Linked DNA regions of Bicyclus anynana: region 1 is linked to region 2. Evidence: chromatin contacts called from public Hi-C data. All regions are on one chromosome and are shown on one strand. The core of a region is the stretch at or near the end of the contact, and the rest is flanking DNA. Distances in the headings are between cores, read along the strand shown.

Region 1 (4,935 bases), core at 170-2,669, 44 kb after region 2:
CGAGGGTGTGGGTGACACCACAAACTTCCCAACTCTGGGCTGTTACTGACAATTTCTAGAACTCAATATTTCATAGCTCGGCTTGGGACCTGACAATACGAAACCGCATAAGGTTAGGTACCTACCATTAGTAACTAGACTAACGACACAGTTTTTATTTTGTTTTGGTCAAGACACAAGGATCGACTCGTCAGAACTTCAGTATTATTACAACTTGTTTTTATATCTGATATTTGGTGTATTTTTATGACGTTTTACTGCCGAAATATCGTTGCAGATTAAAAAACAAACTAGATACTGTTGAATATTATTTGTATAATATACTCCTATAAAATTATTTTTTGATATTTGAATAAAACTGAGAGTCGTCTTGAAGTAACAAGCAAAACATATTCCTTGTATCTTTCAAGTCTCAATTTACCAACAAGACAAAAGTGAATAAGCAAATATGTCATGAGCTACGTATTCTGCATAACTCTTTGTCTATAAATGTCGACTGCCCTGCCTGCGTCATTATTGATGTAAAAATTCAATTTAATAGGTAATGGAATATCGATAGTTCCTCGGGTAATGTCCCCGGATGTAATGCCGGACTTCTATTATTTTCGATTAGGATAAAATCGCACTTGCGACATGTCGCCAAGCTAAACGCTTTTTTTTATCAAATTTGTACAACAAATCAATAAATTTTGTAAAGCTATGAAGATAAATAATAATAATAGTCCATCTGTTAATAATAGACAAACAATCGAGGAACATCGTATATGATTTTGAAGTTTTTAGATAATAGCATAATATACATATAATATTCTTTTTTTTTTGTTAGATAAGCAAACGTGTCTGCAATCATGATTATACGCGATGACGGATTGTGTTTATAAATAACAGCCACACGTATTATTAACTTTGAAATCGGAATAGTTATTGCGGTAACTTCCACTTCCCTTATTGCAAATATTTTTCGTTATTTGAAGAATGAAAGTTAAGCTTTAGTTCGTCCAGTATTTTACGATTTCAACAACATATTTTACTAATAAGTGAATACATCAATCAAATGATAGCAAACAACTTCTTAACTTAGCGTTTGACATACCTAAGTATTGATTTGTTAATAATTTTATTGTGATAGATTAAGAAATAATGTTTCATTCTGTAATGTTGAATCCAATAGAAAACGCATGTGAGATCCTTATACGTCATTGTTAAAATATAGTTCACGCAAAACTGTGATCATCCGAATGCAACTGTTTGTCGAGCGAAATGCACCCAGTGTGTTCCTACCTTTAGAGAAATATATTATGCTGTTTTCCCTATTGTCTGTTTCCCCGACTTCAGCCGCCACCCAGCCTGAAACCGGCGAGCCGCCAGTCGGCGCCGGGCCCTGGCCGTGGCCGGTCGCATCCATGGCTGCCGTACGGATCGCAGTCCGACGGTTTTAACCATATATGACGGTATATCCAAATGTAATCCGACAACCGTAGTATCTAATACTAATCCTGAACATACATGAGTGTTACAATTATTATATTCTCGAAAACACTGTTCAATTAACGCCGCTAGATACCGACTGGGTGGCTGAAATTCAGTGGTATTAAACTCGAGAAATTTGCTTTCATTAAAACGGTTTTTATAATATTTCATGAGGCAAAAGGTATTTTTTTTTATTCGTGCAATATTCAACATTCTCTTCATAGGTTTTCCTCTTTTTATGAGCGATGTTTGCAGTGCGTTATTAAATTCCGCATGTGTGGACACTGAAACGATGAAAATGTGAAATGTAATTTAATTTTCCGATAAAAATTTTAATCTATCAATTTCATTTGTAACATTGGATGAGTAAACGCGTGTGAACTGATTAATTCATTTATTCAATTATTTGATTACAATATGAAATATTGAAATGAAATGAAAAATACATGACTGCTGCAGTTTGACGTCAAAATCCTCAAATCCTCAATTTACGACTGCGATTGTTATCATTATTGTATTTTATAGTATCCATAAAAACTTATTTTGAAATTCAAATGCAATAATTCCATGTACTTGGAGCGCTTACATCAAGTATTAACTTTTGAAATTAATGGAATATTACTCTTGTATATGCAAGTCGCTGTACGAATACCTACTGTAAATGATGCCTAGATGCTGTCGATTCTTGTGTCTCATGTTTCTACATGAGACACAAGAATCGACATATACCATAGTACCGCCAGGCATATTTCTGCTGTACGCATCTTCGCTGTGGTTCCTTCTGATATGTTAAATTACAGGCATATGAGTCTTGAGTTGACACCGTAGCTTTCGTTAGTAGTACTAAAGCCTAATGTAACAGAGTTCGTCGGAAACACTACCGCTGTGCCTATTCTGTCGCCAAACAGCATTGCTGAGAACGCAGTTGATGAACTGGTTGCAGTTTGTTGGACGTATTCCTTACAAGCCCTACGAAATGTAGTTCTGTTCATAGGCGCTAGTATTTCACTAAATATTAGTGAAAAGGCAAAGCCTTCGGTGTTCTGGCGCTGGTCAACTCTCTGTTATAATAGTTCCTAGCTATTGTTATTATTTTAGTATCAGATAGGCTATCTATTAGTTCTATCAACTAATGTTTGTGTAAATGTCTTTTTTTTATTGATGTAGACTTGTACTTGAAGATTCTATCTAATTACTTTAGTTTCCTTTGTAACGCTGTTTTCATTAAGTTAATGATTGATCGGAAGGCTTGGTAAGTTCACAAAAGGCCGCACAAAGACGTGATCTTGTTATTACTGTGCCGGTTATTATTTACGTAATATTATAGTCTTCCAAATAATTAAAGTCCCGAGAGATTGTGTTCGAGCCTCGGTTTTCACTGCTATAGCGATATTATATTATATCTAGTGGTTCTATTTTGTGTAAAATTTGACCTTTAATTTAATTTGCCACTTTGTCGACTTATTATTTTCAATGAATTTCATTTAATTATTTTAATTCGCCAAGTAACTAATGAGCCAGTGTTGAGCAGGTACAACAATAGTTCAACAGACGGGTTTAGAACATTTAATATTCTGCTTATTAACCATTGAGTCATTAAGGCTTGACATTCCAAACAAAATGCATGCATTTACCAGCAGGATATCGGAACGGTCAGTCTGTCAAGACCCGTAATGGGTAAGTGTAGTTTTGTGCAATATTTATTTTAGTCCAGGCGGGACCTTTTCTTGGGACGTTTTAAAATCAGGACAGTCCCGTTAAAGGCTTGACGTGGGGCCACGCTATTCACGCCAGACTCGTAATGATTAAAGGACCTCTCGGTTCCATTATACATCATGTCTGTTACAAAGTGTGTTCCCACATGTAATGGATACATTCGTGTGCCAATCAGCGCCAGTTAGCGCCTCCTCCAATTAGTGGCTTGACGGTAAACTAACGCAGTACACGCTTCTAATTAATACACACTACACACTAAACACTACACATAATGATCATTATGATACATAATTACTTATGTAAACTCATCTGATTCATTACACAAAGATACGTAGTGATAAAAATGAAGATGTATCAAGTCTTTGATGAATTTCTTAATATCAAAGATCAGCGTCAGCCTATTTTAATGGCCTTATGTTCTTTTTGGAAATTTACGGCCTAACCTCTCTGCAGAGAAGATGGGAATAACTGTGGCATTTAGATCGGATTCGTCTTTTCACGAGAACAATTCACAATAGTTTCTTGCCAGCTCTTCTCATGTAGAACCTGATTGTTGTAGAGTTACAAAATTAAATGACTGATAGCCGTGTTGTGTCATTCGTGTTAAATTATAGATTATTAATAGATTCTAGATTATTACCTTTGCATAACCTCACTAGACACAATAAATTACAGAAACTGTTTTTCTCGAAGGCAACAGCATTGTATGTAATCATAATACCTTTTGAAAAGTTGTATTTATTTACTTTAACTTCTGAAGTGTGTAATTTTTGTTACATGTAATCTGATCCCCACAACTCCCGTGGTAAGACTCGTACCAACTTTATAATTCAGTAAACAACCCGCGATGTTATAACTTTGTTTCCTAAACTAACTGCAACTTTTGTTTTGGCCCCTCGTGTTACAATGATCCATGTACTCGTACCACACGTTAATATTATAAATTAGACACTTGGTGTATTTTTGGTGGCTTGAAGATTATTGACGATACTTCAATTAAATTCTTAATTTTCTGAGAACACATACAATCATAATTATCATTCAGCCATTTCTGGACTTTTTGGATACATACGAGTAGCTAGCTTTTTCTCCCTCACTCAGTCTACTAGAGAACTAGCTAGCTAGTTTCTCGTCTATTTTATTGTAGGGCAAAAATTAGGGGATTCTCGATCAGACTTCGTCAACGTGGAAATCAGACTAAGATACAAAGTGTTTAAATTTATTAATTCTACAAATCCGTAAGTTATATCAAATCGGCACTATTCAGTGTTCAAAGTTGTTAGCTAATTTCAGTACTTTCAGCAGGACGTCAGTGAGTTAGGTATCCTTTTGTTTGGATTCCGTAGTTAAATAGTAACTCTCATAGTTTCGCCATATCCTTCCACAGTTTAGTTCAGAGACTCTTTTAATACTAGAATATAGTAAATTTCCATAAATATATTAAGCACCAGCGGACGCGAGATCGTTCTCGTACTATTCAGTTTTTCACAAATCCTGAGGGAACCATAGATTCTGGGATCAAGAGTAGTCTGTATCTTGCTTAATGATCTCTATCTTCCAACGAAAGTTCCATTCCAGTACAAGAGTTTAATCCGGACAAACGTGCCAGTGTCGTGACTACAATGTTTTTGTATTGCATAAATAAACAATAACAAAACACATAAAAAAACAGATTTTAAAATCACAAATCATAAATAAACGCCGACAAAGTGGTAAAATATAATGTTAAGATCAACAATTGTTAAATTG
Region 2 (4,690 bases), core at 1,939-4,438:
ATGTCTGATTACCTTACGACAGATTTCAGTAATCCCAAATATGTTCACAGACAGGCACGCAAAGTGCTGTAAATTGACAAAAATATATATTTAAAAATTATATCTAATACTCCGTATTTTTGAATCCCAATCTGCTGATAATAATTCAGTGTCTCTCTGTTAGGTAAGGAACCACAAAGTTACCTTAACTAGCAGATATATGACGTACTTATAATAAATAATAATACTTTATATTTTTGTGAATTAATATTTTATGTAAATAAGGCAGGCGCGTTATCAGACGCGCAAAATCTTTGCGTCTCAACGCTGTCCTTCGCAGCGGTTGATTCGACGAGCACTTTCCATACTATTGCGTAACAGCCGCTCTGCGCTCTCGGTAATGATGTTTTTCTTTTAATTTTTTTTGTTATTCATGTTAATTAATGTTTCTTTTAACTTATTTATTTAATTCTCGACAGCTGTTATTGAAGTGATTGCAAATTTTCCGTGCAGGTTTATTATATAATCGATTGACGAGGCTAACAAGGTTCATCTGTGGCCCTAACATGCTACCAAAGTATCTCGTGAAGAGAAATAGACAACACAACCAATTGTGGCGCCACCGAATATGTCACTATCTTTGTCATTGCATTGGGACGAAAGAGATGTGACTGGGATTACAATGTTGCCATTGCTGAAATTTTGTCTATTCCTCTACAGGAGATACGATTATGTCGTGGTGCGTATGTTAGGCCTTATGGTGTTAAGCGACAGAACCCTAATTCTCTACGCTTTATACTGAAACGTTTACCCATTATGAATGAACACTAATGATATGTTTTTTTTTAAAACTTCTATGGAAATAATGCTGAATTTTAGTATTATCATTACCAGGTTATGACTAGTATTATAAAGATGAAATATTTGTTTGTCTATTTGTTTGCATTGAACAGTGATACAGTTTTATCTAATCGTAATTTCAAAAAAAAAAAACATTAGGAAAATCTGAACAGAAAACTGACTCACACGGACGATTAAACTGCAGGTCTATAGCACGGGTTAAAGAGCGTCAAGTCTGTCATTCGTTATCAATCAAAATCATCAGTCTATTCTTGATTGCCGATTGCAGGGGCATTCCTTATCTATAGTAGATAGTAATCGTTACCTAAGAGCCCGCTTGCCATCATCTCGGCAATCAATCAGTGATTGCGTGCTAACCAGACAATGAACACTGTCACTGCGACCTACAGATTGTGTTCGTTGCACTGCACTGCAATGACCTAGACAATGTGCGACATGCACAATGGGCAGTGCGAAGCTACGACTGAAGCCAGGTGTCGCACACCTTTTATATTTTTAAACAAATATTTATTACGTAAGCGAGCATCCGCGTTGAATCCTTAGAATAACCCTTTTTCCTCACATCGAATCTTGAATGAAACCTATGAACTCATATGTTGCTATAGATCATTTGATCTACCTGTAATACCATATAAATATCAATGAGCAATTACCAAGTGGAAGACGGTCAAAACCGTCTTCCATTTAATTTGTAAATTTTTACACTTTACATCATCATCATCATTATCAACCCATATTCGGCTCACTGCTGAGCTCGAGTCCACGCTGGCCCAATGCGGATTAGCAGACTTCACACACGCAGAGAATTAGAAAATTCTCTGGTATCTGCATACCATCCTCAAGATGTTTTTCTTTCACCGTTTGAGACACGTGATATTTAGTTTCATAAAATGCACACAATTGAAAAGTTGAAGGTGCATGCTCTGGACAAGATTCGAACCCAGACCCCCCTGAATCGGAGGCATATCATATCCACGGGGCTATCACGACTCCTACATACATACACATAATATCTTCTTTCGCACACTCCAAGAAGAGGAGAGGAAGGCCAAAGAAGAGAAGGCTCATCTTTGGTCTTCCTCTCCTCTTCTTCTTGCAGCTTTAACATCTTTCTTCTAATGTTACTTTCATCCATTTCATCGTTGGCATAGTACTCCTTAACTTTTCTGTCATTAGCGCCATTTTTAAACATTGAATGAGGTGAGGTGCATAAAGAATAAAAAAATCAATACTCTTACTTAACTTTTAATCGAAATAGTTTTGTTAAACAGACTTTCGATGCTGTATATTTTCCCATTGTTTTGCCACCCCTGACCTAGACAACACATTGTGTTACGATGTGCTGCGCAACGCAACGCCCTACATGCACAAAGCGTCTTCAGATTGTGTTGTGTTGTTGTGTTATCAACTCGATATAGACTAAAGATACGATCAAATAGGACAATTACTGTCTGCTGTTTATGTTACATTACAAGTGATATCTCTATACTTATTAAAAGAATTGGAATCTGGAACAACATATTACCTGTTATTTATTTTATCAAAAATGCAAGGAAAAAATGTCATCCCAGATAATATTATTTAAGTCGGAATGTTTCGCGGGTTCCCGCTAGTGATCCCCGCATTTGTATGACTCATTAGTAATTATTTCACTGTATAAAATTTAAAATTATCAAGCCAAATTTTTACATAAATTTTAACGTTTTATGACGAGGGGGAGTTTGTCGTAGCTATAAAGTGGTAAATGTCGTATACTGAAGAGAGCCTAATTTTTATTGCGGCGTACTTTTTTATTGTTGGTGAAAAATCCAAAAAATATGTGTGGAAATGAAAACTTTTTAGGGGAAATGCAAGGAAGACGTCATACAATGAGTTGCCATATTATATGAAATTAAATGAAATAAAAAATCCGTCATATTATAGATAGTATTCACCAAAACATCAACTTTAACCGTCAGCCGCTGCATTCTGTAAAGTTACAGCGATGTGACATCGCTCATTTCCATGGCAACTTCGTTGTTAGTGCCATTTTATTTTTGACATCCCATGGAAATAAAGTTCAAAATCTAATAACACTCGTTTTATAGGCGAATCGTCGCATAAATAAAATAGCGGAATCGACCCCAAATGGGATACAACTATTCTTCGGAGAGGAAAACCTGACCTTTCAGTGAGCCGGTAAAATGAGCTAATAATGGTGATGGTTTTGTAACGGGGATAGTTGAAACCCTGAAGATTTAGCGTATGAGATGCAGTTTCCCAAGGCGTGCGTAACAGAGTGGTGCAGATTAACCGCAACACAGAGGCACGTTATCGGTCACCGGCGCCGACGGGCGGCAGTCAGTCACCCGGCCCGGCGTATTGCTCTGTGGCCGGCTCACTCAGTATCATCGGGAGCGTTTATCGACGCGCACGTATCTCGTGCCACCGCGCAAGCGCAGTAACAGTCCATTTAACGCGAGCGATCAGCTGACTACTCACCAGGAGTTCCACTAAACCCAGTGATTCTGTGCAAAGTGCTCAACATGGGTCAGTCGTTCGGGACCAACCACAGCGGGGAGCAGAGGCATTACGCGAGGAAGGAAATCGGTATGTGTTGTTGTTGCGAAACGGCGGAGTGCAGCGCTTCTATCCTGTGCACTTATCTGTGCATCTGTCTGTGCAGATTGTAATTCGCGTTGTGCAGCGCTCGTGTTATTTATTTATTTATTATTATTTAACAAACAACACATTGAAATTAAGCCTAACCATAGTGCAACACAAACCACAGTTAGTTTTACTGTGCACTGGTTATTATTGCATACAATAAATACAATATTTAGGAACAAACAGAACATTATTAACAAACAGAAGAGGATAAATAAACAGATTAACAAACAGAAGAGGATAAATACCAAGAATAATGATTATAGGGTAGTTGAAAAAAAGTGTGAGTGAACCGGTGCTGCGACGCTACACAGGCTGTCCCAAAAAATAATTCTTTAGTTTCCGCTTATGTACGTTCGTGAGTATATTGGTATCTTTTAGAAGATTCTTTACCGCATCCGGAAAATCGTTAAAGATTGTCGGAACAATATATTCCAGCCTTCTCTTACCATACCCATTTATGAAGTTCGGTACATACAATTTACATTTTTTTGAACTTCTTAGTTGTTTATTGTATGTAATTTCCTTCAGTTTAGGTTTTATTTGAAGGTACTGCTCTGTTATTATGGAATATTTTGTTTTTACGTCTATTGGCATTAATTTACAGTAATTAAATAAGACATGATAATCATTTCTATATTGTTGTTTTATTTTTTTCGGTACAATGGTTTTTAAAAGGCGTAGTTGAAGTTGATATATTTGATTAATATTACTTTTATACGTAAGACCATAACTACTCAATCCATATGATATTATTGATTCACCTAGTGCTTTGTACATCATTAGTAAGGTGGAAAATGGAACTTTGTTATTGATCAATGATAGTTTAGCCAGGAGAGCACGAAGCTTATCGCACACATAATTAATGTGTTCTTTCCATTGAAGACGATCATCGATAATTAATCCTAGGTATCGTTGACTGGAGACCGTCTCAACGGAAGCACAACTACAAATATTAGATGTCCGTTTTGTAAAATGTTGCTCGTTTTTATGCATACATTGATGGCTATGTGCTATAAGCTTTGTAATACCATTGTATCTGTTATGACTCGAACTAATGTACATCATTTTAGTTTTATCAACATTAATAACTAGGCCAACGTCATGCGACCATTTTAATAGTGAATCAAAATCTGATTGAAGCTGGAACATAGCTTCGTGGATGTCGTGATGAGCGGACACTAAGCAAGTATCATCAGCAAAT

Evidence for each region. A called contact is a pair of places that touch in the nucleus more often than the background predicts.
Region 1: a contact with region 2 is called in a Hi-C map of whole body, with 1.4 times the contacts expected there. The contact joins two enhancer-like sites. A contact is called at or near these places in 2 of 2 Hi-C or Micro-C datasets (whole body and whole larva).

The regions. Positions count from the first base shown.
Region 1 is chr15:16,017,727-16,022,661 of ilBicAnyn1.1, forward strand. All of the region lies in intron 1 of LOC112052803 (E3 ubiquitin-protein ligase ZNRF1), which reads left to right. Among protein-coding and RNA genes, the nearest start is that of LOC128198786, 15 kb to the right of the region's middle. Within about 2 kb of position 1,420, at least 8 of the 8 cell types and tissues checked have open chromatin away from gene starts, as enhancers often do.
Region 2 is chr15:15,971,938-15,976,627 of ilBicAnyn1.1, forward strand. The region is part of intron 1 of LOC112052803 (E3 ubiquitin-protein ligase ZNRF1); the gene reads left to right. Among protein-coding and RNA genes, the nearest start is that of LOC128198785, 8.3 kb to the left of the region's middle. Within about 2 kb of position 3,189, at least 8 of the 8 cell types and tissues checked have open chromatin away from gene starts, as enhancers often do.